Regions from separate parts of the Mus musculus genome. Here regions 2, 3, 4, 5 and 6 are each linked to region 1. Evidence: chromatin contacts called from public promoter capture Hi-C data. All regions are on one chromosome and are shown on one strand. The core of a region is the stretch at or near the end of the contact, and the rest is flanking DNA. Distances in the headings are between cores, read along the strand shown.

Region 1 (3,503 bases), core at 331-2,830:
ATCTGGAGTTCTGGGCCTTTGAAAGTGCAGGAAGCAGTCGTCTGGAGTCTGAACCCTGAAGGAGGAGGAGATTAAGGACGAGAACTGCATGCTGTTAGGGACTAGAATCGAAGATTCTAGGACAGACGGGAATCAAAGAATATGACAAGTGTCTGGGAAACATAGGGGTCCCTGAAACAGAATGGGTTGAGTGTCATGCACGGGGCTCTGTGGGAAAGATATTGGGACCAGAAGGGGGAACCAGAACGGAGAATGAAGGGTAAAATGAAAAAAAAAAATCCCCATATCTACCCCAGGGGCTTCTCACCAGGTAGGCTCCTCTCAGCTACTCAGCTGTGCCTTGAAGCGGGTGGAGTCTCCCGGATTAGGCTGGAGACCTTAGGCTCCACCCCACAAGCCTTGGGCCGCCCTCGACTCCCCTTTCTAGGGCGAGTGGGAGTCAAGAGAGCGAGCCTTGGATCAGAAGCCCTGCAAGGACCCAGAAAAGGGGCGGGACACACACGCCGTGAGGACCGGCCTGGCTCACTTCGAGGGTTCCCTTACTATCTCCTCCCCCGAGTCCCGAGCTGTGGGTTGGGTGGAGCGGTCACTGGCGACAGACAGGAGCAGGTGCAGAGAGAGGGACCCGGGTGAGCAACAGCGGCAGGTGGTCGTGTTCAGACCCTGCCGGCAGGTGCCACCTGTTGGTTCTTTTTTTCCTGACACAGCAGTAGGAGTCAAGTTCAGAGGAGGGGAAAGTTCAAACATGAGGCCCAGACTCCTAGTTCTAAAAAGGAAGGGGGCAGAAGTCAGGACTCTGGGTCTGAGGGTGGTGGACGGAGTCTTAGGCCTCTGGTATGGGAGAGGAGAGCTGAGGTTTGCATTCTTGGATCTGATGGAATAGGACTAGTACCCGAGAGGTGCTGGGTGTTGGAAGTCAGCGGTGTGCACAGTAGGCAGACAGCATCGGAAGGACTGGGGGGAGAAAGCTAAAGTTTGGACTTTGTAGGTAAGAGGGAGATGGTGATGACCTGTTCTCACTGGTAGTACATGGGGTCTGATATTCAGAAGAACATGGTCCAGGCTGTGTTCCGAGTTGTGTGACAGTGCTCAGTACTACAGGGTCACATTTCGTGCTAGAGGGCAAGCTGAGGCCATGGCTAGAAATATCTCCCCAAACTCGGCAGACGCCCAACGTTCCAAGCACAGTCCCTGGCACCTTAAAAAAAAATCTTTGCTAAGGCCCCCAAATCTTGACAAGTGAGGTCAATACCACAGATATTTTTATTACTTCTTGGCATTCACATCCCAAGCCCATCTTCCCACTGTCCCATCGTCTACCAACCCAACAACTCAAACTCTCAGCCGTCTACGCAGGGAAAACTACAACTCCCAAAATGCTCTACGCCCAGGCGGGCTCCCTTTTAAGAAGCGATGCAGTTTCAAGCTGCGCGCGTTCCTTTCTCATTGGTTTTCAAGGTGTCGAAGCCACCGGGGGTCCATGGCGATGATTGGCTGGCAGCTCCTGCTGTTCAAGATCCCAGAGGAGGCGACGGAGCCTGCGCAGTTCTCTATGCAATGCGTCATCTGTCACAGGGCCGGTGAGGCGCAGGCGTGAGCTGCCCAGGGGCAGGATGAGCGGAGGGTGCGAGGAAAAACTTTCAAAGATATCCCCTGTGAGTACGAGGAAAACCGAATTAAAAACTCAGCATGAGTGTGAGGTGGTCTATCTCCTTAAGTAAGAAACGATGAGACTGGGTTCCCTGTGTTTCAAAGGATGACGGGAATTTTAGCTAAAACGTGTGTGTGGGGAGGGGGGAGGAGGTGACACATAATCCCGGCACTCTGGAGGCAGAGGCAGGTGGATCTCTTTGAGTTCGAGGCCAGCCTGATCTACAGAGTTACAAGACAGCCAGGGCTACAGAGAGAAATCCTATCTTGAAAAGCCAAGAAAACTAGGGAAAAAAGGCCCATTACCAGGAAAATAGGGTCCCAGGTACCCTGGAACCTTGAGGATGGGCTGGGGAACCTTGGGAGATTTCTGAGGATTGAGAAACCTATCCCTCTGTTAGTTGGGTTAGGGCAAGAGATGTGGAGAGACGAGGCTAAGAGATTAAGTCTAAGTAAAAAAAACAATGAAATGTTTGAACTCTTCTTAACTTACTGAAGGGGACCGCAAAGTAAGCAAGCCCTGCTACTGTTATAATTGCAGCCAGTCTTTAAGCCCTTCAGAGAGGGCATCTGAACCCTGGGAACTGAAAGTGGGAAGGGCTGGGAACAGGGACTCTTAGGTCTCAAATAAAGAAGACATCTCAATGTTCGTTAGCCCGGATCTGCACACCTGTGTCCACAGCATCCCGCTCTGCAGGTGGTGGGTCCCAGGCTGGTGGGGGACCACGGCCAGGACCCAACTGGTAGTGGCTGAGGAGATGGTGGAGCTGAGCTGGAGTCAGGGTGGGGTAGTCAGTCCGTAAGCTGCTCCATGAAGCCTAGGGGAAGTCCCCAAGTTAGACGTCTGTGGTCACAGCTGGGTCCCATAGGGCAGGCCAGCCATCCCAGTTTCTTAGGAGGTTGAGGCAAGAGGATTCAAAGTACAAGGCCAGGTTGGGAAACATGGTGAAACTCTTATCTCAAAATTAAAAAGTAAAAAGGGGTCTTGGAGATGCAGGTCAGCGGCAGTGTTTGCCTGGCATATGCAACTCTCTGGGTTCAATCCCCAGTACTGTAATAAGATAGAAATCAGTGAAGTGAAGGGCCTGGGGTGAAGGCTTAGCAGTTAAGAACAATTGCTGCTCTTGCAGAGGACCCAGCTGAGAACTAGTTTGCTTCCCAGCACCTACGTGGCCTGTAAGTCCCATTTCAGAAGAGCTGCCCTCCACTTCTGGCACGTCATGGTCATGGTGCACATATATACACGTGCAGACAAAAGTAGAGGCCTAGTGTGCTCGTGACCACCTTTAGTCCCAGCAACTCAGAAGACAGGGGTAGGTGACTCATTTGTGAGCTCAAGGCCAGACTAGTGAATTCCAGGTCAACCAGAGCTACACAGCAAGACCAAACAAACAAACAAACAAATGTGAGCTACCTGATTCAGTTTTCTCATCTGAAGAAAACTATTGATAATCTACTTTGAATGGGGGGTGTTTGTTGACATTATCATCACCGTTCCCATCATGCAACCAACGAATGATAACCAGCATTTTCCTCTGTCTCAAACCAGAATTCTGACTCAACGCATCTAAGAAATGGAGCATAGAAAACTCTTTCTAGCAAGTTCGGAGTCAGAAGCATTCAGCATCCATGTTCAGTCACTCTTGACACCGACTTCTGCGGCTGCCAGTGGCCCGTCATGGTGTCTAAGTCATCTCACGGGCTGGAGATGACTCGGGGTCACAGAGAGGCTGAGTACACAGAGCCGGGATAGAGATTCAAAAGTCAAAGTCATACAAAGCCGACCAAGAGTCACCTTGAGCAGGGAGGTGCGGGGCACACATAGCAGGTTCACAGCAATGGAAAGTTTCCGG
Region 2 (3,503 bases), core at 368-2,867, 460 kb before region 1:
TACCAGCAGATCTGGAAAGAAGAAAATGCCATCTGAAAGTCCCCTGCTCAAAAGGAAACTGTCCCATGGTGGCCCGCATTCCCAGTGCCCCTATTACCCTAGCTCCAGCCTCAAGCCTTCACTCAAGCTACACAGTGGGTAGAGGTCTGTCTCAAGAGTCTGAGCCCCAGGGCAAGCCATTACAGCTCCATCAATCTCCAGGAGCCACTCCAGGGTGGCATCTGCAATGGAAACATCACTACTGTTCTTGACAAAAACCTGGGTCACCTACTCTGTACCCAAGCTAGCCCTGAATCAGCTGCTCAGGCCCAAACTCTCTCTCTCTCTCTCTCTCTCTCTCTCTCTCTCTCTCTCTCTCTCTCACACACACACACACACACACACACACACACACACACACACACACACACACCCAGGGCTAAAGGGAAGAAACCAGTCTGAAGGTCTACAGGGTGCAAAGCAGACACTGGCAGAACAAACCCTCTTAAAACTCAGGGACGGTAGCCAGGGCCTTGCGGTGCACTTGCAATCCCAGAACTCTGGGAGTGGAGGCAGAAGTTCAAGGTCATACTCTGCTACATGCCAAGTTTGAAGCCATCCTGGGCTATAAGAAATCCTGTCTTGAATAGGTAAATAAGCAAATAAATAAACAAATAAGTAAATAAATAGATGTAGGATCAAAAATAATCCTCAAAGGGAAGAAGAATCGTCGGTTGAGAAGTTCTGAGACTAATATTTCTCTCACCCCTGCCCCTGCGTTGATGATGTAACCTTTCGCTGCCTTCTTTCCCTGGGTATCAAGTGCTGTGTAAGAGGCAGGTAAGACTTAACTATGGACCGGGCAAAAATAGAAGTCAGGGGTATAGGGGCCGCTGAACCAACCTAAGAGAATTCCACAAAAGCAACTTCTTCAGAGCCATCCTCAGTTTGAAGCCCCATGGCCTGGCTGAGGACAGTGAGCAGGCAAGGGCGGGACGAGAATCCTCTGTGGGCGGGGCTTGCGTCTAGGCCCACCTCTACCTCTCAGGAGCCGATCTGGCGCCCTCTGGCGGCGGAGGCTGCACTCGCTCTCGGGAGCCCCCCGCCCGCAGCCTCCCACCCCCACCGCGCACGGGTCGGTGCCTGAGGACGGGCTCACAGACACACGCCAGGGAAGCCGGCCGGGAGTGAGCAACCCGGAGTGGGAGGGGGCAGGGAGGTGGCCGCTGCTTGAGCAGCACGAGCAGGTGCGGCGGCGACAGGCGGGGTGGGAACGGAGCGGCGGCGGGGGCTGCGGGCGGGCGGCAGGGCAGCAGGGAGGCCGCGACGCGGAGCCACTGGGGTCTGGGCGGCGGGGGGCGAGGGGATCCAGAGCGTAGACGGTTGCGGGGTGACTCGAAGGGCACCGGATCCCAAGGAGACTAGAGGACAAGGGCTAGAGAAGGAACGGGAGAGCGGCGAGGGAGCCAGGGGAGGGGTGGGATGGGAAATCCGGGGCACACCTGGAGAGGAGACTGGGTCAAGAAGTAAGGCTGGTCCTTGGAGGGGACCGGGGACAGAAGTGGGTGAGGTCAGAGAAGAGCGCGGGGGGGGGGGTGCTGAGGGGGGGGTCGAGTGAGGGCTGGTAAGTTGGGAGACCCGGAGGTGACAAGTTCTGAGGTGGTTTGAGAAGAAAGGCTGGGCCAGGGAAAGGGAGTTAGAGGGGGGTCCTGGGGCGGTGGAGGAGAGCTGAGCGGGTAGAGCACAAGCTGGGTTGGGGGCTCAGTAAGCAATGAGCAGGTGGAGCCGGCATCTGAGGCTAGTAGTATAAAGAGAAGCAGAACCCAGCTGAGGGGCATACCAGCCTAGAGGTTGGTACAAGCTTAGGGTAACCTGAGGAGAGGGCTCAGAGAGGGGGACCCCACAAAGAGGCCCTAGGCCAAGCCAGTGTAGTGCCTCCCCCCATGGGGGAAACCCCTTCCCGGGGCCAACGGAGCCATGCTGTCCCGAAAGGGCATTATCCCTGAGGAATATGTGCTGACCCGGCTGGCAGAGGACCCTGCAGAGCCCAGGTACCGTACTCGAGAGAGGAGGGCCCGCTTCGTGTCCAAGAAAGGCAACTGCAACGTCGCCCACAAGAACATTCGAGAGCAGGGCCGCTTCCTGCAGGATGTGTTCACCACGCTGGTGGACCTCAAATGGCCACACACTCTGCTCATTTTCACCATGTCCTTCCTGTGCAGCTGGCTGCTCTTTGCCATGGTCTGGTGGCTCATCGCCTTCGCCCACGGTGACCTGGCCCCCGGAGAGGGCACCAATGTGCCCTGCGTCACAAGCATCCACTCCTTTTCATCTGCCTTCCTTTTCTCCATCGAGGTCCAGGTGACCATTGGTTTCGGCGGGCGCATGGTGACAGAGGAATGTCCCCTGGCCATCCTCATTCTCATTGTGCAGAATATCGTCGGGCTGATGATCAACGCCATCATGCTGGGCTGCATCTTCATGAAAACGGCCCAGGCCCATCGGCGGGCAGAAACCCTCATCTTCAGCAAGCATGCTGTGATCACCCTGCGCCATGGCCGCCTGTGCTTCATGCTGCGCGTAGGGGACCTCCGAAAGAGCATGATCATTAGCGCCACCATCCACATGCAGGTGGTGCGCAAGACCACCAGCCCCGAGGGCGAAGTTGTGCCTCTCCACCAGGTAGACATCCCCATGGAGAATGGCGTGGGTGGTAACGGCATCTTCCTGGTGGCCCCACTCATCATCTACCACGTCATCGACTCCAACAGCCCGCTCTACGACCTGGCTCCTAGTGACCTGCACCACCACCAGGACCTGGAGATCATTGTCATCTTGGAAGGCGTGGTAGAAACCACGGGCATCACCACCCAGGCCCGCACCTCCTACCTAGCTGACGAGATTCTATGGGGGCAGCGCTTTGTCCCCATTGTGGCCGAGGAGGACGGCCGCTATTCTGTGGACTACTCCAAATTTGGTAACACCATTAAAGTGCCCACACCACTCTGCACAGCCCGCCAGCTTGATGAGGACCGCAGTCTGCTGGATGCCCTGACCCTCGCCTCGTCGCGGGGGCCCCTGCGCAAGCGCAGTGTGGCTGTGGCGAAGGCCAAGCCCAAGTTTAGCATCTCTCCAGATTCCTTGTCCTGAGTTGCAGTTCCTCAGGCCCCCACTCACTTGTGTGGGCACGTGGAAAGTGAAGTATGGTATGTAGAGTGGTGGGGTGCGAGCCTCTTGGCCAGACGAGGGTCTGGTGTGGGACAAGACCCTGCTCGGCTCAGCCTCCCCGCTGCTGTGTGTCTGGGGTGTTACAAGATACTTGTCACTATGCTATTTCTGGCCCCAGCAGGAGCCTGTACCGGGTTATTTTTGTTCCTGCTCCTCCCAGGCTCAGCTCGGGACTGGTTTACCCCTGTGTCCCTGCCCAACGGTGGGGAGACCACAGAAGGTTCAGGGCCTCTAAAGCTAAGGTCTCAAAGCCCGTCTTGGCCCTCCATGATTCATCTTGCCACAAGCAGACAGGT
Region 3 (3,503 bases), core at 331-2,830, 460 kb after region 1:
CTGGAGACAGCCGTCAAAACTCGGGATTTCGGGGCGTTAAGTGTCGCCTCGCGGAAACCCGGATTTCTGTGTGCGCCTCCTGCTAACCGCTTCTGCTTCTGCGCGGTAGACCGAGCAGGAGCTGCAAGAGGCAACTCCGCCCTCACAGCATAAAAGCCAATGAGGGCTCGGTCCGCCTCCAGAAAATGCAAATTTTGGAGGGCGGTCTCCTGGACCCCACCCTCCTCTTCAGACCAATCAGGGCGCGGTCCGCTCGCTCCGCGGGCTCTCCGAATAAACAGGTGGGGACTGCGCCTCCCCGAGCCGCGGGCTCTGCTTAGTTTCCTTATCCGGCACCTGCCGCGGTCCAGCTCGGAACTGCTGGAGCCCTCCCCGGCCGATAAACACGAGGCCCAAAAAGGTTATGAAATCCCGACCCAGCAGGATATGGTGACGCTTGCCTTTAATCCTAGCACTTGGGAGGCAGAGGCAGGCGAAGCTCTCGAGCTCAAGGCCAGCCTGGTCTACAGAGTGAGTTCCAGGACAGCCAGGGCTACACAGAGAAACCCTGTCTCGGAAGAATAATCCCTCCCCCCCCCCCAAAAAAAACCGGACCAAAACAGAGCTGGATCAGGGACCCACGGGCGAGGGAATCCAGAGAGAACAAGAGTCTCGAGGCAGATGACCCAAGAGGGAACCCGGAGAAGCGAGGATGCGGAGGGTCCCGGTTGCAGTGAGGCTGTGGGGCCCCCTCCCCACACACCCACAAGAGAGTGGCGCAGCAAAGAGGCGCAGTCGCAGTGCGACAGGCTCTTTATTAGGCTCAGGGCGCGTCCAGTAGCAACAGCTTCTGCATGTAAGAGTCCAGCCAGCGGCGGCGCTCCAGGGCGGCCAGCAGGCGCGCGCGCTCCCGAAAGGCCGCGTCGTCAGCTAGCGCCAGGCTGCGCCGAGACAGGGGGCTACCCAAGCCCGCCCAGGCACGACCCGGGGCGCGGAGGCTGGGGGAAGAGAGATGTGATTGCGCGCTAGGCCCCACAGGCCACCGCGGGTCCCCACTGCAGTCCGACGCTAAGCACCCCTGCCCTCCCCAACTCCCCGCATGCGGTATCTTGCCTTCCTTTGGGGCGGGGGGTCCTCTCCTCCCTTCTTTGGGTGTCCGGGACCTCACACCTACCTGAACACACCAGCGAGGGGCAGGGCAACACCTGAGGCAGGGCCAGTGCCCCAGGGCACAAGCAGTAGCAGCAGCAAAAGCAGCAACAGCCGCTCTCGGGGGCTCCTGGACATCTGGCAGGTCTCCATCACCTGTGGATACAGGGGCCAGAATCTCAATGTCATCATCCCGCCCAGAAGCCTAGGGCCCACAATCCAACCCTGCCACCAGCCTCCTACAGGACCCCCTACCGTGCAGTGGGCTCAGGCAGCTATGCTCACGCCCCTTTTATATACCCTCACAGCCCCCGCGGCGGCAGTGACGCAGGCCGGGCTGGGGGCGCGGGGTCACTCCACCCCACGCTCATTAGGAGCCGCCAGCGGTAATGAGAAGCCTGGTGGGGCCCTGCGCTGCCGTGGCCAACACCAACTAATTGGGACCCAGAGCTAGTACTGAAGAAGGGGGGGTGGTGGTACAGACAGAGAGGTGGACACAAGGGGTGTGTCAGAGGGATAAAAATAGAGACTGGAGAGGGGGACCATCAGAGCACAAGTCGAGAACACAAGAGAGAGGCAGGAAAGAGAGCAGAGGGACACAAGGGAGAAAGACAGAAAAGAAATAACCTCCAGACAGAAGGGCAAAGACAAGATGCCTAGGAAGGGAAAAGCAAGAAGGAAGAGAGGAAGGCTGAGAAGAGAGGGTGTGGAAAGGAGCTGGTCAGGAGAGAGCCAGGGACAAGAGAGAGACAGAGAGAAAGAGAGACAGAGAGAGACAGAGACAGAGAGAGAGGCAGGCGGTGGTAGTGTGCAAACAGGTGAAGTCACCACCGTGAAATGGGACACAGGAGGCCCTGGGCTTCCACTGGGAAAAGTCTTTCCCTCCCTACAAGGGACATGGGGGTATGGTGAAGATTAGGGCCAACCATTCATACCTGGCATGTTTCAAGGGGGCTCCCAAGGCCACCCTATGGTGCCGTACACTCAGGAGGCAGAAACAACCACTGCAGATTTGAGGCCTGTGTATGCTACATATTAAGACTGTCTTAAAGAGGGGTGGGGTGGGGGTAAAGAGCAACACCCTCTTCCCGTATCATGGGCAAGGGAACAGGCCCTGGATTCCTACCTCCACAGAGATGAGGAGCCAAACTTGGAATCCCAAACAGAAAGGTGGTCCAGACAGGGCCCCCCACTTCTATGTTCCGAAAGCCTGGATTCCTGGATTCTTCAGTCTGAAGAGAGCAGTATGGCCTGGTGAGGTTAGACTAAAAAGGTACCAGGGACTCAGATCCTTAGATTTGAGTGGGGAGTGGGAGAGGACATAGAACTCATTTTTACTTACTTTGTATTTTGGGACAAGGTTTCTCTGTGTAGCCCTGGCTGCCCTGGAACTTGCTCTGTAGGCCAGGCTGGCCTAGAACCCAGATCCACTGGCCTCTGTCTCCCAAGTGCTAGGATTAAAGGTGTGCTCCACCACCACCCAGCTGGATTTTGTGTCTGTTGGGTTGATAGTTTTGTTCTGTGTGTGTATATTTGACTGGTTGGGTTTTATTTTTGTTTTAGAGTTTCTGTAGCTCAGGCTGTCCTGGGTCTCACTAAGTCACCCAAGCTTGCTTTGAACTCATAATCCTCTTGCCTGTGCCTTCTGCGAGCAGGGATCCCAGGCCTGTATCATCACACCATGCCAAACCCTCACTGCAAAGAGATCACAGCTTGGTCCAATTCTAACTTCCTTTTCTACCTTATCGATGAGATCCTATGTCTCTGTCCCTTTAAGAATCCCAGCCTGTTGCTATGCTCTCAGGATTCCCCAGGGAGGGGGTCAGGTGCGTCACCTGTCACCTGTGTGCCTCTGGGACCCTACTGCCTGTTCCTTCCAGCGCCATTCGGCTGCACTCCCTGCCTATCTCTTTGTTCAGCGCTGATCACCTGCTGTTGTCTTTGATACCACCGAGCAGGTAAGAGCCCCCTTGACTCCGGATGACCCTGTCCCATCCCAACTCACTCACTCCTGCATCTCCAGTCCACCACTGGAGTTACTGGATCCCTAGCTCTGTAAACAGGGGTGTGAGCCCACTGTCCTGTCTGCATCCCCATCAGGTTGAGGAGTCCACACCTCACATCCCTATTTCTTAAAGCCCTGGAACTCTAAGATCCAGACATCATCTAGCCCGTGGTCCAGGGATCCCATGTCCTTCCCCCTGTAACCCTTCACCCCTGCTTGTAGGCCCCAATATTCAAAATCTCTAAGTACCCAATTTCTGCCAAGAACCAGAGACATAGACTCAGAGCCCAACAGTTTGCATCTCAGGACTGTGGAGTCTTCCTCCTCCCACTGAGTTTGGGCCCCAGCTCTTCATTCTCATCATCCTCAG
Region 4 (3,503 bases), core at 280-2,779, 430 kb after region 1:
CCCTGCCCCAGGCTCCAGGCTAGATGCTGTCCCCAGACCTCAGGCCCCTGCTCTTCCAGGACTCCCAGCCGTGCCAGGATTTCCAAGAGTCTGAGAACCCCACAACCCTGGCCTTGTCACAGGCCTGGGACCCCAGAAGGAGCTCTGGCTTTCCCACCCTGGGAGCAATGTCACTTCCTTACAGCCCAGCATCCACCCCAGAGGCAGTATGGGATAAGCCCAGTCAAACTCCCTGCTTCTGTGTCCTGAGTGGCCTGCAATGTGGATGCTGGGAATCCATCTCAGGTGTTCTGGAAAAACATCCATTGCTCTTAAACAGTGGTCTATGTTTCCAGCCCCAGGAATGGATGTTGATAATAGGGACAAAGCTAACAGGGTCCAGAATGCACCACAAGTTGTCCTGAAAACACCCGGCAGACCTTTCATCTAGACCAGGCGTCCTAGTTTGCTTTCTACTGCTGCGGTGCGTGAGCACCACGATCAAAAACAACTTGGGGTGAGCACCATGATCAAAAACAACTTGGGGAGTCTATTTCATCTTGTGATAGATCACAGTCCATCACAGAGAAGAGGCAGGGTAGGGGCTCGAAGGAGGAACTGAAGCTTGCTCAGGGTTTTGTTTTGTTTTTTTTCATACAACCCAGAAGCACCTTCCCAGGGGTGGTCTTGCCCACAGTGGGCTGCCATCCACATCACTCATTAACCAAGAAAATATCCCCACAGGCTTGCCTACTGACAGGGTAACTTTTCAGTTGAGGTTTTCAGATGACTCTGGCTTTTGTCAAGGCAACAAAAAACTAAACAGCACACACAGGGTCTGATGGTCAGTAAGGTGAGAAAGACCTTGCACTTTTTGCCTCTACCTCCCGAGTACTGGTACACTACCCTGCCCAATTCACTAGGCCCTAGGGATTGAATGAGGGCACCCTCAGTCAAACACCGTACCCCTGAGCTACATGCCCAGTCCTTATCATTACATGCATGTGTTTTTAAACAGCAAGGGGTAGGAAAGTGAACATGATAGGGTCTGCATGTGGAATTCAGGGGCCCTCCTTGCACCATGTGGGTCCTGGGGATTCTTCTCAGATCGATCACCGGGATGGGTGGCAAGTGTCTTTACTCTTTTTTGGTTTGGTTTTTTTTTTTTTTTTTTTTTGGCTTTTTCGAGACAGGGTTTCTCTGTGTAGCCCTGGCTGACCTGGCACTCACTTTGTAGACCAGGCTGGCCTCGAACTCAGAAATCTGCCTGCCTCTGCCTCCCAAGTGCTGGGATTAAAGGCGTGCACCACCACGCCCGGCTGTTGGACCCTTAATAATAAAAAAGTTCGAATAGTCCACAGGCATGGACTGAGGCAGGGTGATTGCTTCAAGTCCGAAGCCATCCTGGGCTACATAGCTAAGCAGTAAGTAGAAACTATAATAGTTTGGGAAAACAGCTTGGGTACCTATTAATGCGGGGGGCGGGGGGGGGGGAGGGAATGGAGCGGAAGTGAGGCTGGACCAGACTGCGCATCATTGTGACAGTGGCGGGCGAGCCAGACCCAAAAGAAAGAACTTGGTTCAAAGACTGACAAGAAGAAAAGGATGAACAGGGAGTCCTTCGGTTGAACTCTCTCCTGCTTGGCCCTATTTTGTCAAGCAGAAGGAAAGGATTTTTGTACCGCAGAAGAAAGCTGCCGATAATATCGCGCCATCACCGCTAGCCCCACTAGTGCGCATGCACTCGATCCTCAGGTCCAGCCTATCCTCCCGAGAAGCTCTACGCATGCGCCAGCTCAAGGGTCTTCGTAAGGAGAGACCCGGGCGCCATCCACTCGGAGTGCGCTTGCGTGAGTACAAGAGCCTGAGAGGGCGGGACTTGCAGGAGGCCGGCTCATTTGCATTTCTGGCGGGAAAAGGCGCGTGTGAACACGCCTCTTCCGTGACATTCGCAACCGCCGTTCGTCGCTGGTGTCCCTCAACTGAGTCCCGACTCCAGGTACGCCCTGCCTGTGGCGACTTTCATGGCAGGTTCCCCGGTAACATCACCTGCCAGCTCCTTCAAAAACGCCCCAAGTTTTGAGACAAGGTTTCTCTGTGTAGCCCTGGCTGACCTGGAACTCACTCTGTAGACCAGGCTGGCCTCGAACTCCGAAATCCTCCTGCCTCTGCCTCCCGAGCGCTGGGATTAAAGGCGTGCGCCACCGTGACCGGCTTCCTCAGGAAAATTCTAGTGGCAACTTCGGCAATCCTGTCAGACTCTTGAAACTTCCGGTTGCTTTTTGTTGCTTGTTTTCTATTTTTGTTTGAGACAGACCCTCCAAGTGCTGCCCAGGCTGGCCACGACCTCATGATCCTCATTCCCCAGTTTTAGGATTACAGCTCTCCCAGATGTGCCCAACTGCAATCTTCTAGAACTTTTGAAACCTAACACTTAATCTATTTTGTTTTTGTGGGTAGGGTAGGTGTTTTTGTTTTGAGACAGGGTTTCTTTGTGTAGCATTGACTGTCCTGGAACTCTCTCTGTAGACCAGGCTGGCCTGTGTGCTTCTGGTTCCCACGTGCTGGGATTAAAGGTGTGCACCACCACTGCCTGGCTTTTGTTTGGGTGTTTTTGGTTTTTGTTGTTGTTGGGGTTTTTTGTTTGTTTGTTTGTTTTTGAGTATTTTGCCGGCATGTTTGTATGTGTGTCAGGTATGTGCCTGTGGAGACCAGGTGGTTTTGTATCCCTCTGAACTAAAATTGCAGATGAGGAGGAGTTCACATGTGTGTAGTGGGATTCCAACCCATATCTATCTGGAAGAGTAAACTGTTAGTCCTCTTAACGACTAAGCTACCCTCCAGGGACTCTCTAGGGCTTCAGTAAATTGCCCAGACTCTACTCAAAACCTTGGATCCTGCTGCCTCAGCCTCCTGAGTGCTGGTATCACAGGTGTAGCCCACCACGCCAGCCGCTAGGATCTTCTAGATATCCCATCAGAGTCTCCCTCAAAAACCTGTCAGAGACTTTTCCTCTGAAATCTTGGTGGAGATTTGGTGTTCAAGTCCTATCTGATACTTTAGAAATCTGTAGTTGCCCTACAAGTTCCGCCGGGGACTCTGAAATCTAGTGACACCCCAGAAATGCAGCCCTTGAATTCTAGTCCAGGGATCCCCTCCAGACTTCCTCCATGTTTAAAACCCACAAGACACTCACTGGCCACCTGATATCCCTTGTTCCTCAAGATTTTGTCCGAGTTTCCCCTTGAAAGAGTCTCAGAAAGCCTCTTCTTTCCCTGGTGCCTTCTAAAAGCCTCTGAGATGGACAGCAGGAGGATCCCCACTAGCTGAAGACCAGCCTGCTTTACACAGCTTCAGAAGGCCCACTACAGCTAAAGCTACATAATATATATTTACTAAGTCCCTGTCTCCAAAAGCCAGATAATAATGTCTCCAGAAAACATTCGGCTGCCGGAATACAGGCAAGGCAGAGTGATGGCTGCATTCCCTGAGGAAAGGGAGAGAGGCTGCTTCTCTCCCCTTCG
Region 5 (3,503 bases), core at 722-3,221, 370 kb after region 1:
ACAGCAGCAGCAAACAACAACAACAACAACAACAACAACAAAAGACAGCAACAGGGGCTGGAGAGATGGCTCAGTAGGTAAGAACACTGACTGCTCCTTTGAAGGTCCTGAGTTCAAATCCCAGCAACCACATGGTGGATCACAACCATCTGAAATGAGATCTGATGCCCTTTTATGGGGTATCTGGAGACAGCTACAGTGTACTTACATACAATAAATAAATAAATCTTTAAAAAAAAAAGACAGCAACGGTATACTCATATGCATAAAATAAATAAATAATTCTTTTAAAAAATGTTTAAAAAAGAATAAAACTGTTAACAAGGGGCTGGAGCAATTGTTCCGCAGCCAACACAAACATGTGCTGCTCTTCCAGAGGCCACAAGTTTGACTCCCAGCACCCATGTGAGCAGGCTCACAACTGCCTGTGGCTCCCGCTCCTGGGCATCAGAAGCCATTTTCTGGCTTCTCCATCCACTTACACGTAAATAAATGAATGTGAAAACATTAGTTAATTAAGAAATATAATAAATGGTGGTTTAGAAGCCAAAATCACTCTCCTTTTGTTTTTTGGGTTTTTTTTTGTTTTGTTTTGTTTTTTGGTTCGGGGGTTTTTGTTTTGTTTTTTGTTTTTTAAGATAGGGTGTCTCTTCCTGGTTGTCCTAGAGCTCACTATGTAGACCAGACTGGCCTCAAACTCACAGAGACCTGTCTCTGCCTCTCTGCCCCTCTGCCCCTCTGCCCCTCTGCTCCTGTCCCTACCCCTGCCCCTGCCCCTAGCCCTGTCTCTGCTGGGATTAAAAGGGTGTTGCCATGCCTGGCAGGGATTCCCATCTTAAATTCAGCAGTGAAGTGAGAAGTCCCCTTCAGCAGCACAGTGAAGCAGAAGCTTGCTGCCAGTTCTTCTGAGAAGCAGGGAATGGGCACGCGGGTGCTTAACAAACGAACAAAACAAGAGGAAATTTGAAGTTTTTAATGGGCTGTATACACAAGGTAGCCTCAGCTATAACTTGAAGCCCAAGTTTTGACTCTGATAATCCCCAAGACCAAGACTTTAGTTCCAAAAAGTCTCTTCCCAAATCTCCTGTCCAGAAGAACTCACCTCAATCCTGTTAAAGATCTTCATAGCTAAGCTAAGTCTACTGCTATAGGCCTATCATCTCGGGTCTTGAGGAGTCCGAGTCAGAAAGATCACAACTTCAAGGCCAAGGAAACTTGGTGAGACGCAACTATTCTTAAGGCTTAGGAAACAGTAGGGTGGGAAGATTTTGAGAGCCTAGCAGACCAGGATGACTTCTGTGTGACAGTGTCTTCTTGACAGGATAGAGATGTTACTCCCATGAATTCTCAACTATATGGCTGCCTGCACAAGACTTACAAAGACTGCACCAGTAGATATGTCAGCAGGAATGGAGGGAAGGTCACAGGCACACCCCTAGATGAAGAGCTACAGGTAGCCAATGGCTGTAGAACCAGTGTCTGATGTTTGTCTTGAGGGACATAGAGAGAGAAGCAGGGGAGAGAGTAAAATGATGCAAACACAGTTTACTCACAAAGGGTATTCTCAACTTAACATAAGTAAAGAAGCCCGGGGTGGGGGTGGGGTGCACACATTTAATCCCCATTCAGGAGGCAGAAGCAGGTGGATTTCAGAGTTCAAGGCCATCCTGGATGACAGAGCAGGTTCCAGGTAGCCAGGGCAACACAGAAAAACCTTGACTGGAAGAGAGAGAGAGATGGGGGGAAGAGAGAGAGAAGAAAGGAGGGAGGGGGGAAAGGAGGGAAGAAGGGGGAGGGAGAGGGAAAGAGAGAGAGAGGTGGTGGTGATAGGCTCCTTTAATTTCAGCACTTAGCAGGCAGAGGCAGGTGGAACTCTATGAGTCTGAGCACAGCCTGGTCTACATAGTGAGTTCCTGCCTACACAGTAAATCCCAGGACAACCAGGGCTACATGGCGAGACTCTATCTTAGAAAAACCAACCAACCAACAAATCAATCAATATTTCAAAAGAGGACTAGAGACATGGCTCAGTAGTTAAGATCACTGGGTGCTCTTCCAGAAGACCCAACTTCAGGTCCCAGGACCCACCTGGCAGCTCTCAACTCCCTATGCTTCAGTTCCAGACTCTGACACCCTCTCTGGCCCCTAGGGGCACCAGGCATGCAGAGTTCTACATGCAGGCAAAACACTCATGCGCATACAATAAAATAAAAGCAGCTTAAACACTAAAAATCAATATAGTCTTAAAGTTAAAGGGGCCAGAATGCACCTCAGTGTAAATAAAGTACTTGCATTTCACACACAAGGCCCTGGGCTAGCTCCAACCACTGCAGTGTGGGTGGCCAGAGGCAGAGGCAGGAGATTTTTTGAAAGTTTAAGGCAAGCCAGGTCTACATAGCAAGTCTTAGGCCAAGTAGAACCACTTGATTCAAAAAACGACATTTATTTTTATTATTTTTAAATCACGTGTGAGGGACATGAGTGTATATGAGTGCAGGTGTCCAGAGACTCCAGAGCGTGTCAGACCTCCTAGAGCTGGAGTGATAGGTACCTGTGAGAGGCCAGATGCAAGGGTTGGGAGCCCACCTTGGGTCTTCTGCACAAGCAGCAGCACCCGTGCTCTCAGCTGCTGGGTAACCTCTCTAGCACTCCCCGCCCCCCCCCAGCACCCCCCCCCATGGAAGAGAATATTAAAAACAAGAGCAAAGTTCAATGAAACAACCAATTAACAAGGTTAGCCAACAAAGGAGAAAACTAGTCCAAAGGTGATGGAAAGATAAAGACCACAGCGGCTGGAGAGATGGTTCCAGGGGTTCTGTTGCCCTCTCCTGGCCTCCAAAGGTATCAGGAACAGAAGTGGCACATAGACATCCATGCAGGCAAAACCATACACATTAAAAACCAACTGTGGCTAAAGTGGACCAGAGGGCAGAAAGCCCAGTACAAACATTGCAATGAGAAGATGCAGAGTGGCTGGAGAGATGGCCTACAGGTGGGAGCACCTGCTCTGTAGGCAGGAGGACCTCAAGTCCCAACCCCCAGCACCCAGGAATACTGCTTAGCCACACAGGCCTGTAATCCCAGCCCCAGGGGGCAGACAGCTAGGTCCCTAGAACTTGCTAGACAGCCAGTCTCACCAAAATGGAGAGCTTCTAGTTTGAAGAGAGAGCCTGTCCCAGGGCAATAATGTAGAGTGATGTGGAGCCAGTTGGCACTCTCTTCTGGCCTCTGCTGGCATGCACACTCTCAGGAAGAAAGAACATCTTCTGGGGGGGATAGTTCTTCATGTGGGCGCTGTTTACCATCACAGAGCTTTACACTGAACATTTGGCTTTATGTGTCTTTTATATGTATGTAATATCTCATAAAGGGGGGGGGGTAAACACACACACACACACACACACACACACACACACACACGCACGCACGCCCTGCAGTGGTGGCACACATCTTTGACCCCAGCACTCGGGAGGTAGAGGCAGGCAGATCTCTGAGTTCAAGGC
Region 6 (3,503 bases), core at 297-2,796, 270 kb after region 1:
TAAGGTCCTGAGTTCAAATCCCAGCAACCACATGGTTGGCTCACAACCATGCCTAATGAGATCTGATGCTCTCTGCTGGTGCATCTGAAGACTGCTACAGTGTACTTATGTATAATAATAAATAAATCTTAAAAAAAAATTAAGTGGTCATTCGGTTTGTTTGCTTGCTTTTGGTCCCCCCCTCCCCCATCCAGCATCTCCTGTAACCTAAGTTCGCCACCAACTAATGATCTTACTGCCCCCACAGCGTAGGATTCCAGCCGAGCACCAGGGTTATACAGTGCTGCAGGTGGAACCCAAGGCTTTCGATTTGCTAGGCAAGTGCTCTGCTGAGCCACATCACCAGCCTAACTACAGGCTCCCCACATCGAGAATATCTGCAAGCAGTCCACACAGTCACCATGAGAACCTGTCCACCTCAGTGCTCCCCACTCCACCTCTCACCCAAACAGGCAGCACTCCACGTTAGTGGACCAGTCTCCAGGGCCTTATCTGCCCTTCTGCCCCTTCTGAAATCCAGTCTCCCTGGAGATCTTCAGATAGGTATTTGACCATCTTGTACACTCTCAGGGGTTTATATGGAGACACAGATCCAAATGCAAATTATAACACAAGACCACTGTTTTGCCGTCACCACTGCCTAGCCTCTTGGCTACTCTCTGGGTGGCTGCTGGGGTGACCCAGGTCATACAACTTGTTGACTTTATCTTCCAAGCATCTCTAAACTATAAAGGTCTTATTCAAGTTTCTCTCTCCTCTCCTCCTCTCTCCCCTCCCCTCCCCTCCCCCCCCTCTCTTTCAGTGTGTGAGTCTAGGTTAGTCTAGACAGGGTCTCACTATGGAAATCACTGACCTTGGAAGTGCTGAGATTAAAGACGTGGACCACCGGGCTCTGTGTGTATGTTTTGTCAGTCTTACGTAGACTTGGCTAGCCACAAGACTTCAGTGTAACTGAGGGTGACCTTGGGCACTGTTCCGATCACCCTGCCTCCACTTCTGAATGCTGGGATTACAGGTATGATTTATGCTCTGCAGGGTGCAGGACCTAGAATCTCAGCCTGCAAGGTTAGCACTCTTCGACTGAGTTACCCCTTCAGCTTTTATTTTTCTGCTTTCTTGAAATAGGCTCTTGTTAGGTGTTTCTGTCTTCCAAGTCACAGCGATCCTCTTCTATAGGCCCCTGGAGTCCTGAGAACCCACGCCCCTCTGTAGAAATGAGGGGAAGTTACCAGAAAAGCACAGACATACTGTAAAGAGCAAGGCAGACACACCAACGGAGTAACAAGATCGCGGCTAGGATAGACCTATGATGGGCAGCAGATAGTGATGTAGGAGCGAGACACCCAGAGGGGGAAGGTCTCTAGAGTTCCGGAGTGGGCGGGACCCTGCGCAGCACCGCCTCCTGTCAGTGTGAGGGCAGGCCCTCTGAAACTGTTGGTTGCCGTGTGGGCAGGGCCTCATGCACCACCTCCTTGCCAGCACCTGGTGGGCGGGGCCTCGCATTGCACCTCCTCGCTGGCGCCTGGGCGGGTGGCTTGCATTAGAGGCGATATGGCTGCACTGGTGGAGCCGCTGGGGCTGGAGCGGGGTAAGCGCTCCGAGGGTCCAGTCCGGGCTCTGGGCTCCGTTGGGTTGCGACAGGCTTTGCAGATGCGGGGGTTGGGGGGCGGACCTAGTTAGGGTGGGCGGGGCGCGGCCTGCAGTCTGAGGGCGTGGGAGGGTCTGGGGCGGAGCGCCCCACCAACACCTCGCCCAGGGTTGGGGTCCCCGCGACCCGCGAGGCACGTGGATCGCTTCCAGTCTGACCTCGATTGCCCTTCTTGCTGCCGGCGTATGCTCTCGCGGTCCCTGCCGCTTTCTGCAGACGTGTCCCGGGCTGTGGAGCTGCTGGAGCGGCTGCAGCGCAGCGGAGAGCTGCCCCCGCAGAAGCTGCAGGCCCTGCAGCGGGTCCTGCAGAGTCGCTTCTGCTCCGCCATCCGCGAGGTGAGCATCTTGGTTCTGTATAAGTTGTAGTTTCCTTGCACTCTGCGGCGGGGTCGGCGACGGGCGAGCGGACGAGGACACCGGTGTCCAGGGCTGTGGACTGGCAGCTCTCTGACGTTGCCGTGTCCCCGACTTCCCAGGTGTATGAACAGCTCTATGACACGCTGGACATCACTGGCAGCGCCGAGGTGCGGGCTCATGCCACAGCTAAGGTAAGCTCCTGCTCCGGTAGCTCTGGGTGACCACGAAAGCAGTGCCCTCCTTCACATCAGCGCATCTCTGTGCCACCCTATGAAGATTTATTTATAATGCCCTTTAAATAACTGCACATTTTTAACTTGAATGCACATGAGATTCTCTCTAGCAACAGGCTTGGAAACTGGCCTCACTTTCCTGTCGGTAAGATGACCCTAAAAGGCAATCCTGTTGGATGTTGTGAACAGGGACACCTTTCCAAACTGCAGTGCTTATTACTTATTACTGCCTGCAGACTCAAGATTTACACCTGATCCCTATCACCCCACCCCACCCCCGAGGTGGGGGGGGCACTTGTTTCCATTTGTCTGAGAACAAGATTGGCAGGTGTTAAGTACTAAGGATGCCCTTCTCCCTGACTTTCGGAAGAAAGCAAGGGTTCTCACAGGTCGGAGTCAGTATAGGGTAGCCTCCTGTTGAGCTGTGTCAGGGTTCCCCTACTTGATCTTTGCGGCTACGCTGGCTGGAGTGCCCATGTCTCAAAGAGGGTCTCTCTCATTGAGGCGTCTTCTCTCTTCCAGGCCACAGTGGCTGCTTTCACGGCCAGTGAGGGCCACGCACATCCCAGGGTCGTGGAACTACCGAAGACTGATGAGGGTTTGGGCTTCAACATCATGGGTGGCAAGGAGCAGAACTCACCCATCTATATCTCTCGAGTCATCCCTGGGGGCGTGGCTGATCGCCATGGTGGCCTCAAGAGGGGAGACCAGCTGCTGTCTGTGAATGGTGTGGTGAGTGGGGTTGGTAGTGTCCGTAAGGCAGCCCTGGACGGTCACATTCCCTCTACACAGGGAACACAGCCTTTGGAGACAGCACTGTGGGGTACACTGCTGACCCTCAAGGACTTCAGAGAGCCTAGCTAGGATAGCAGCCCAGTGTAGAAGATGGCAGTTGTTTTCAGGAGGAATATTTGGCTTGGAGGTTGAAGGTTGGGTACTTCTCTGAACTAAGATGTGGAGGGGTGGTTCTGGCTCGGAACAGAGATGGTCCCTGAGATGAGGAGAAAGGCTGGCTCTGCCTGATGTCTGGGCCAGTCAGCATCCTGAAACCCCAGTGATTAGAATCCAAGGAAACACCACCGAGGAGGTCGTCTCTCCAGAAAAGCCCGGCTTCTGGCCCTGGGCAGTGAGGGCAGGAGATCAATAAGCTTAGGGGGTGTAGACAGACTTTTTTGGGACAGGTTCAGTGGCCTGGTTCATTGAGGACACTGGGACTCAAAGCTATCTTGACATGCAGTTTTTAGGTTGTGGGTGCTGTGCCTAAAG

What was found. Promoter capture Hi-C pulls out the DNA fragments that hold promoters and counts their contacts.
Region 2: a promoter capture Hi-C map of hippocampal neurons shows a contact between it and region 1, with 2.5 times the contacts expected there. The contact joins the promoter of Kcnj11 here to the promoter of A030001D20Rik in region 1. A contact is called at or near these places in 1 of 39 promoter capture datasets (hippocampal neurons) and 1 of 9 other capture datasets (adipose tissue).
Region 3: a contact with region 1 is called in a promoter capture Hi-C map of liver. The contact joins the promoter of Pth2 here to the promoter of A030001D20Rik in region 1. A contact is called at or near these places in 6 of 39 promoter capture datasets (the C10 cell line, cranial neural crest, embryonic stem cells and 2 more), 1 of 115 datasets of contacts at active chromatin or transcription factors (microglia) and 1 of 9 other capture datasets (pancreatic islet).
Region 4: a contact with region 1 is called in a promoter capture Hi-C map of liver. The contact joins the promoter of Kash5 here to the promoter of A030001D20Rik in region 1. A contact is called at or near these places in 6 of 39 promoter capture datasets (the C10 cell line, cranial neural crest, embryonic stem cells and 2 more), 3 of 115 datasets of contacts at active chromatin or transcription factors (embryonic stem cells, microglia and pancreatic cancer cells) and 3 of 9 other capture datasets (adipose tissue, macrophages and pancreatic islet).
Region 5: a promoter capture Hi-C map of liver shows a contact between it and region 1, with 2.4 times the contacts expected there. The contact joins the enhancer-like site here to the promoter of A030001D20Rik in region 1. A contact is called at or near these places in 6 of 39 promoter capture datasets (the HPC-7 cell line, cranial neural crest, embryonic stem cells and 2 more), 3 of 484 Hi-C or Micro-C datasets (all in the G1E-ER4 cell line) and 2 of 9 other capture datasets (macrophages and pancreatic islet).
Region 6: a promoter capture Hi-C map of liver shows a contact between it and region 1, with 4 times the contacts expected there. The contact joins the promoter of Lin7b here to the promoter of A030001D20Rik in region 1. A contact is called at or near these places in 9 of 39 promoter capture datasets (the C10 cell line, cranial neural crest, embryonic stem cells and 5 more), 1 of 484 Hi-C or Micro-C datasets (embryonic stem cells), 2 of 115 datasets of contacts at active chromatin or transcription factors (embryonic stem cells and pancreatic cancer cells) and 4 of 9 other capture datasets (adipose tissue, liver, macrophages and 1 more).

Annotation. Positions count from the first base shown.
Region 1 is chr7:45,636,835-45,640,337 of GRCm38.p6, reverse strand. It overlaps A030001D20Rik (RIKEN cDNA A030001D20 gene), which reads left to right and starts at 1,580. Exons shown (of 2, transcript NR_152217.1): 1 at 1,580-1,655; 2 at 3,200-3,503. It overlaps Rasip1 (Ras interacting protein 1), which reads right to left. Exons shown (of 12, transcript NM_028544.1): 10 at 3,446-3,503; 11 at 2,321-2,468; 12 at 1,246-1,653. The coding sequence ends at 1,454. Mamstr (MEF2 activating motif and SAP domain containing transcriptional regulator) reads right to left here and starts at 361. Exons shown (of 10, transcript NM_172418.2): 1 at 308-361.
Region 2 is chr7:46,098,351-46,101,853 of GRCm38.p6, reverse strand. It overlaps Kcnj11 (potassium inwardly rectifying channel, subfamily J, member 11), which reads left to right and starts at 1,617. Exons shown (of 1, transcript NM_010602.3): 1 at 1,617-3,503. The coding sequence starts at 1,957. The coding sequence ends at 3,129.
Region 3 is chr7:45,179,072-45,182,574 of GRCm38.p6, reverse strand. It overlaps Pth2 (parathyroid hormone 2), which reads right to left and starts at 1,580. Exons shown (of 3, transcript NM_053256.2): 1 at 1,384-1,580; 2 at 1,154-1,284; 3 at 737-977. The coding sequence starts at 1,281. The coding sequence ends at 803. It overlaps Gfy (golgi-associated olfactory signaling regulator), which reads left to right and starts at 2,978. Exons shown (of 5, transcript NM_001195255.1): 1 at 2,978-3,086.
Region 4 is chr7:45,202,918-45,206,420 of GRCm38.p6, reverse strand. Kash5 (KASH domain containing 5) reads left to right here and starts at 1,529. Exons shown (of 20, transcript NM_201374.2): 1 at 1,529-1,829. The coding sequence starts at 1,718.
Region 5 is chr7:45,263,844-45,267,346 of GRCm38.p6, reverse strand. All of the region lies in intron 8 of Slc6a16 (solute carrier family 6, member 16), which reads right to left. Among named protein-coding and RNA genes, the nearest start is that of Gm23585, 11 kb to the right of the region's middle. Within about 2 kb of position 1,971, at least 3 of the 459 cell types and tissues checked have an H3K27ac peak or open chromatin away from gene starts, as enhancers often do. A contact at or near this core is called in liver, where this site is marked.
Region 6 is chr7:45,368,607-45,372,109 of GRCm38.p6, reverse strand. Lin7b (lin-7 homolog B (C. elegans)) reads left to right here and starts at 1,546. Exons shown (of 6, transcript NM_011698.1): 1 at 1,546-1,588; 2 at 1,865-1,983; 3 at 2,124-2,195; 4 at 2,760-2,969. The coding sequence starts at 1,552.